2 separate regions of the Hordeum vulgare genome follow, and region 2 is linked to region 1. The links are chromatin contacts, called in public Hi-C maps. All regions are on one chromosome and are shown on one strand. Each heading gives the region's core, a stretch centred on a gene start, on an enhancer-like site or on the middle of the called end of the contact. The rest is flanking DNA. Distances are from core to core; before and after follow the strand shown.

What was found. Hi-C and Micro-C count contacts between places; a contact is called where the count stands out from the background.
Region 2: a Hi-C map of seedling shows a contact between it and region 1, with 5 times the contacts expected there. The contact joins the promoter of LOC123445313 here to the promoter of LOC123445309 in region 1. A contact is called at or near these places in 2 of 6 Hi-C or Micro-C datasets (seedling and an unstated tissue) and 1 of 1 datasets of contacts at active chromatin or transcription factors (embryo).

The regions. Positions count from the first base shown.
Region 1 is chr3H:580,007,978-580,012,002 of MorexV3_pseudomolecules_assembly, reverse strand. It overlaps LOC123445309, which reads left to right and starts at 1,775. Exons shown (of 2, transcript XM_045122270.1): 1 at 1,775-1,943; 2 at 2,048-4,025. The coding sequence starts at 2,049.
Region 2 is chr3H:580,354,190-580,357,853 of MorexV3_pseudomolecules_assembly, reverse strand. It overlaps LOC123445313 (auxin response factor 4-like), which reads right to left and starts at 2,280. Exons shown (of 15, transcript XM_045122275.1): 1 at 2,055-2,280; 2 at 1,851-1,957; 3 at 1,623-1,718; 4 at 1,435-1,491; 5 at 1,174-1,335; 6 at 1,002-1,086; 7 at 682-772; 8 at 444-608; 9 at 213-332; 10 at 36-108. The coding sequence starts at 2,097.

The sequences.
Region 1 (4,025 bases), core at 526-3,025:
TAGATCGGGATGGATCGTGATGGGATCGCGGGACGGATCGTGATGAGATCGCGGAACGGGTTGCGATTTGAATCACGAAGATGTTCCACTACATCAACCGCGTTATATATGCTTCCACTTTGCGATCTACAAGGGTATGTAGATTCACTCTCCCCTCTCGTAGATGATCATCACCATGGATAGGTATTGCGTGTGCGTAGGAATTTTTTTGTTTTCCATGCTACGTTCCTCAACAGCCTCTGGCAAAAACAAAAACAAAAAATACATTTTTTGTTTCCGAAAGGCATAAACTAGCCTCTCACGAAAGCAAAATCGTGTCTCTTATAGAAAAAAAACAGGTAAATAGAAAAAAACCAGATAACGTGTTTTTTCTTGTAATTTTTTTAAAGTTTGTTTTTCATCAAAAACTAAGAAAGATCGATGAAAAAAACCACAAAAAAACCCGGAAAAACCAATTAAAAACAAAAACACGTGCGAAAAAGTACAAAAAAAAACGCTTAAAACACGACGCGTGATGACGGGTGAGAGCGCCAAGTGACGACGCGTGGAAAGGAGTGCTCCCTGAGTAACTGAACCGCACTCCTTTCACTCCGCTGGGTTATTCTTGTTTCTACCTATTCGGTCCACAATTTATACAAACGAGCACTCCGAAGCTGGCTATTGACTTGCCAGCCCATTCGCTTGTCCCTCTCGGGAGGCCTGGCCCACGAGGGGAGCGGTGGGGTCGCCGCCATAGCGTAGGCCACAGAGCGAAGTTGTAGAGCTCGAACCGACCATTGACCCCTATTGGGGAAGTCAATGCGCTCGCCGTAGCGGCGCCGAAGAGTCAAACCCCAAATCGTGGCAGAAATCGGCGTCCCCGCGCTAGGGTTCAGGGACACCTCGATTCGAATTCGTCCCCCGTCCCAGCCGATGGGCGCGGCAGGCGAGGTTCCGGCCCCGTTCCGGCTTCGTGCCATGGAGCATGATTGTCGATTTGTATCGACGGGGATCGAGTCCGGCTCTGACGAGGATTTCTGATGAACCGTGCCTCTAAAGATTCATGGAATGTGGCTATACTGATTGATGAACGTGACTCTGAATATTGATGAAACATGCCTCTAAAGATTCATTGACCGTGCCTCCTGTCACCGCATAACATATCCCCATTTGATTATTTTCTTGTATTACAACCGTGCCTCTAGAGATTCATGAACCGCGCCTCTAAAGCTTCATTGACCGTGACTTTAAAGAGTTTTAATATCTAACGCTTGCATTTCAGGGTTGTGAAACCGAGTTAAAAGTTGACATTTGATCGTGTTGGAAGCTCCCACCCATAATTTTGTTTGAAATATAAATTTTTAAAAAATACAATGAAAAAAACCCAAAAAGGAAAACAGAGAACCAACATACCTTGCCAATAAAGAAAAAACTGAAAACAAAAATACTTTAAAGGGTTAGCTGAAAAATGTACGAAACCAGAAATCGAAAAGAAAAAAACTAAAAAAGTCCCTCATGTTTCTTTACCTAGGGACTAAAAGGGACTTTTTAGTCTAGTCCCTGGGTAAAGAAACACCACCTAACTTGCCCTCAGAAACGATATTTTTTGGGTTATACCAAACGTGTTTTCTAGCCTGGCAAAGATATAACTGATTTTGCTTGGGGTCCAAACGCACCCAGTTGCTCGCTTGCTCTCCTATTGACTTGCCAGCCCATTCGCTTGTCGGTCTGGGGAGGCCTAGCCCACGAGGGAAGCGGTGGGGTCGCTGCCACACCGTAGGCCACAGAATGAAGTTGTAGAGCTCGAACCGGCCATTGACCCCTACTGGGGAAGTCGCTGCGCTCGCCGTAGCAGCGCCGAAGAGTCAAACCCCAAATCGCGGCGGAAATCGCCGTCCCCGCGCTAGGGTTCAGGGGCACCTCGATTCGAATTCGTCCCCCGTCCCGGCCGGTGGGCGCGGCAGGTGAGGTTCCGGCTTCGTGCCACGGAGCGTGATTGCCGATTTGTATCGCACGGGGATCGAATGCGGGGATCGAGTTCGGCTCTGACGAGGATTTCTGGCTGCAGGATGGAGGATGGGGACGGCGAGGCGGACCGGGAGGCGATCTCGGCGAGGATGCGGGCCGGGGACTACACCGGCGCCAGGACGCTGCTGCTGGAGACGCTCCAGACCAACCCCGGCCTCGACGGCGCCGTCGAGATGCTCGCCGTGCTGGAGGTCCTCTGCGCCGCCCCCGCCGGCCGCACGCCGCACTGGTACCGGGCCCTCCAGGTCCTGCCCGGGGACGGCGCCGCCGCCATCGAGGCGCGGCACAGGGCCCTCCTGGCCCAGCTGGAGCCCGTCAGGGACGCCCTCCCCGGCGCCGACCTGGCGCTCCGTCTCGTCCACGACGCCTACAAGGTGCTGTCCGACCCGGCCAAGAGGGCCAGCTTCGACTCGAGCAACACGGCGGGGGGTTCGGTCAAGCAGATGGCAGTTGGTGCGTTTAGCAGTGCTCACGCTGACTTGCGGCGTGATTCCATTTCGCAGACCGAACGGATGCATGTCGATGGGTCAGCAACTCCTCTCGGCACAAATCCTGACCTGGATAGAGTAAAAAGCGTGGACACGAAGCATGTTTGGCAGGTTGACCGACCATTTTTGGATGTAGGAAATTGTTCAAACGTGGCTAGTTCTTCCAAAACCAAGAGGACCGATCATTGCTTTTTAGGTGATGATGGTGAGTTCGAGTTGCCTGAGGAAAACCATGCAGACAAGAAGCTTAAGAGTGCATGGGAGAAGGACGTGTATTCTGTGTCCTCTTCGGAGGAAGATCCCGACGGCTGCTTTGCTGATCTCTCAGATGCCATACAAGATGACCCCTGCTCTAGTCAACAGTATGACCATCATAACTTTGAGGAGGACAGATCGATACACCAGTTTGCTACTGGCCAGATCTGGGCAGGTTATGACTGGGAGAAGTTTCCTCGCAGATATGCACGAATAAATAAAGTTTTGACAGATAAGATGCAGCTATATGTATCGTGGTTCAAACCATGCCCGCAATCTCATGAAGAGAAGGAGTGGTTAATTGCAAGCTTGCCATTCGTCTGTGGAACCTTCATTGCTGAAGAACGGCAAATGTCGCTATCTTCTCTGAGTATGTTCTCCCACGAAATATCTTGTGATAATGTAAATCAGCATCTTGAATTATATCCCCGGAGAGGAGAAGCATGGGCCATCTACAGTGACTGGGACATTGGGTGGTGCAGTAATCCTGAAATGCGGAAGAAGAGTGCCTTTTCTGCTGTAGAAATTCTTACCAGTTATTCAGAAGACTCAGGTTGTACAGTTGCACCCTTGGTAAAGGTAGATGGATTTAAAAGTGTTTTCCAGAGGTACATGAGGAGTGGGAGGGAGCAGGTATTACAAGTCTGTAGTGACAATCTGCTCATGTTTTCTCACATGATCCCTTCATTTAGATTTACTCATGATGCTGGGACAGTCCTGGAGCTTGAACATTCTATTGTACCAGAAAATCTGCAGCATCAAAATACATTGGCAAGTGTGACTCCTTTGTCCCCGCTTTCTGGTTTGCATAGTGACACAAATGGCTTTCATGAAGGAGTGATGAACTACAATAATAATTTAGGTTCAGGTATTTCCCAGCAAGGAGTGATGAACTACAATAACAAATTGTCACCTGAAGATTTTATGGAGGGGCAGATATGGGCTGTGTACGATGCTCGGGATCGGATGCCTAGGTCTTATGTCAGAATAATCCATGTGGTTTCAGATGCTACAGTTTTTGTGTTGAAGTTGGAACCACATCCAATGCTTAATGAAGAAATACGATGGGTTGAAGATGGTTTACCGGTTGCTTGTGGGGTATTTCGAGCTGGCACTGAAACTACTTACAAGGACATATCAGCTTTCTCTCATCCTGTACAGTGTGACTGGAGTTCAAAGAAGTTTTTCTATCGAATCTTCCCGAAGAAAGGGGAAATATGGGCAATGTACAAAAATTGGAAGATTACCTTAAATGGCACTGATATTGACAAATGT
Region 2 (3,664 bases), core at 1,031-3,530, 350 kb before region 1:
GTTGTACAAGATAACAATAGTGATCAAACAGTTACCTTAAGAGATCTCCAGTTTGATTCAGGCCACAATTGGTCAAGATTTTCACTGCCAACTATAGTACCAGTAAACCTATATGACAATGTAAACAGCAAATTAGAAATGATCTACTCGGTGCTGTTGGGGGATCATGCACACCAAACTACACTTGTAGGAAAAGCAATTACGACAGTCACCTTTGCTCTGGTGCCTCTTCGCCTTCAAACCTCATCCTGAATCTCATCCCAATTGAATAGTTGTTCTTCACAGACTCCATATATTGATCATATGGTATAATGAACTCTGAAGGGCTCGTTCTAAAATCGACCAAAGATTAGACAGTAGTGTAAGTACTCAGAATGAGCCACCAGGAACAAATTAATGACTACATATAGAAGGGTATGATTGCCTTAGCATTGTTGATGTACCTAGGTTTGTAGTAGACCGTGAACATGCTTTTCGTGTTGATAGCGTGCCATGCAGTTGCAAGGACCCCAAGATGCATGCTATGACTAGAAATGACTGAAGAAGGCACGTTGGACAGCTGTCTCATAGCCCGCCTAACACCAACACGAAGCTCGCCACTCTCTCCTCTGTGTGGAGCAGAACACATTTAGCACCAGGTTAAGAATTGCTATGCTGGTGAGTAAGGAAACAGCAACAGACCTGAGGAAAATGAAGGCATCCCCAGCTACAAGCCTTTTGGAACTGACAAACACACTCCAACCGCTCTGAAGGAGATGCCTCCTAGGTTGCCCTGTTGATTTGCACTCGGTTAACACAATTATCATCGGTGCCATCACCATCATCAAGTACAAGATAAACCCTTGCAATTTATAGGCAGATTTGATGTGTTGCGGTGTCACTGATTGCAAGCTACAACCAAATGGTCTACTGAAGTTATCAGCTTCAGATCACACACACTGGGCATACATGGGGATGTAAAACTGCCACAGATCAGAGCAAGGCACGGAACAGAAACTTACCACGGAAGATATGGCGGAAGCGCCAGTCCATGCCATGCAGATCCTTTGCCACAAGCTCTTGTGTTGGGGGCGACTGGGTCATGTCCTGCCAAATAGATCAGGTCAGCAAATGCCGCAAAAACGAAGGCAACAAGCCCCATACGAATGATCTGGTGTAAAAATCGACATATACCAGGGAAGGGAGGCACTCGTCAGCGTGGCGGCGCAGCACGGAGAAGCCGCCATGCGTGCTGGTGTCGGATGCCGTCAGGGTCTTGCAGAAGGACCGTACCGCCGGCCTCGGAGGCGTGGCGCCCGTTGTAGAGGTCGACTTGTCCACCGCCATCTCATTTTGCTGAGGAATTGTTGAGAGGGGAGGGAAATTAGCACCTCGAGCGGAAGAGGACGAAAATACCCACAGTTTGAACCGGGCGAAATTCACGCTAGAGCTTACCTCCGGCTCCGGCATGAGCATGACCTGCGCGTAGACCTCGTCGGTGTCCGCCTCCGCCTGCCAAAATCCCCCATAAAAAAATCAGCTGACCGACTCGAATTTCGGAGCACACAAAACAAGGCCGAGGAAATTGTACGAAGGCGGGAGGGAAATTGAGCAAGGGAAAAGGGTGAGGGGTAAGCGGGCACCTTGAGCTCGACGTTGATGACCCGGCAGAGCAGCTTGGGCGGCAGATCGTAGAGGCGCATCTGGTTGCCGGCGACCTGGTTCATGGAGGCCTCCACCTGGAAAACCAAAAAAACAGCGCGAGAGCAAGGAAATTCAGCGCGCGAACCGAAGCAGAAGAGCCTCCCCGCGCCAAATCGCGAGGCGGGGGTAGAATTAAGCGAGGAGGAAGGGAGGCGGGCTTGACCGACCTGCTCGATGTGCCCCTGCGGGAAGTAGAAGACGAGGTCCCCGACGCGCGGGACGGTGACGAGCGGGCCGGCGCAGGCGTGCCAGAGCTCGTCGTAGAGCGGATCCCCTGCTCGGAAAACCAGCACCGGTAAGCGTCAGGAACCGACGAGGTGGAGTGGGAGGAGGATTACGGGCGCGCTGGCCAGATCCGGAAGCTTGCGTACCTGCGGAGGGTGCCTGCGGCGTCGCCATGGCGGGCGGCGGCATCTGCTGCTTCTGCTGGCCGGCGGCGCGGCGCGAGGAACCCTAGCTGCTGCTGCGCGAGGAGGCTGCGGGGAGGGAGCGAGGGGTGGGAGATGGAGGAAAGGGGAAGCGAGAGGAGGGGAGGGGAGAGGAGTAGTAGCGGAGCGGCAGTAGAAAGAGGAAGGAAATGTTTTGTGGGGAGGACGGGGGAGGGAGGGGGAGGGGATATGGGGTAGGCGGATTTGGTGGTGGTCTCTTTGTAGGGGGTAGAGAGAGAAACACACTCACCCACGCACGGCACAAAGCGGAGGGGAGGGGAGAGAGGGCCGAGCCGGGTAGGCGGGCGGAGGCGAGCCGACCCGTCAAGCCGAGCCGGTGTCAGTGGTGGTGGTGGCGGTGGCGGTGCTGGACCGTGGCGGTGACCGGACCGCGTGGACGGGGGGTCGGGGTCCGGCGGGCTCGATGGCGCGCGGTGGGGCCGGGGTGGTGGTCTGCGTTGCGTGTGCGGGGGCGGCCTGTCTGGTCCGGTCTGACCGAGGTGCAGCGAACGGGGTGGGTGGGCGCAGCACTGCCTGCCGCTGCCGCACCTACGGGACAGCTTTTTACGACCCAGCCCCATTCATTTCCCGCTGGGACGCGCCAGCCAGCCACCCAGTCAGTGCCCGCCCCTCCACACGCTCCCTCTTCCTCTCCTCCCCTCACTCCCAACATATTTGTTTTTGCACCATCGTCATTTTCTCATAAATGAGTAGATGAATGTGCTTCGGTTTCGTAGACGGGCGTGAATTCCGTCTCTACTGTTTCAGCTAGGCGTTGGCGACCCATTTAATTTAATTAACCACAAGTAAATTGAGAAGTAGTGTATTCTTGTGTTATAAAATATTTATTCCTTTCCTTATTTTTGTGGGCTTTGATTTGTCAGGAGTCGGGGGGTTTGTGTTCGTGTTTGTAGTGCGTCACTAATTAACAAGCTCGACGACCCCTAAAAACAATTAACAAGCTCGACGTTGCAGAAAAAGGATGGGGTAGTAGTATTTCATTTCGTGGTGGGTTGATGTGGACGTGCAAGGCGCCTGCTTTGCTTCCTTTGGCCACTTGGTTGCATCGCCGGGCTTTCTGCGCAAACTGATCGATCGGCGACAAGCGTTTCTTTCTTGCGCGGTAACGCGATAAGCGCATGATGGCAGCACCTCCTTTTCCATTTCCTCTTACGGGTGGGTGTGCAAACGTTCAGCGAGATGAGGCTACTGATTAATGCGGGCTAACTCGACTCAAACGAAAATTAGGGTATGATTGGTTTCCGGCCACATTTTGCCAAGTCAAAATTTGGCAGCCACAGTTTAATTGACATATGTTTGATTTTTGCCACACTTTATTGTTGCTATGGTCCATTTGTCATAGAATCTTTTTTTGCCAACTTTTACAAAAGTTTGGCGTTTGTTTTTTTAACCACACTTTATGGCTTGCCACACTTTCATGGTTTGTCACATTTTGACTTGGCAAAATTAGTATCCAACCAAACAAGCCCTTAGTGTGCAGCGATGTGGATGTCGGGGGTGTTATCATTCTCTTTTTAAAGAAAATAATATAT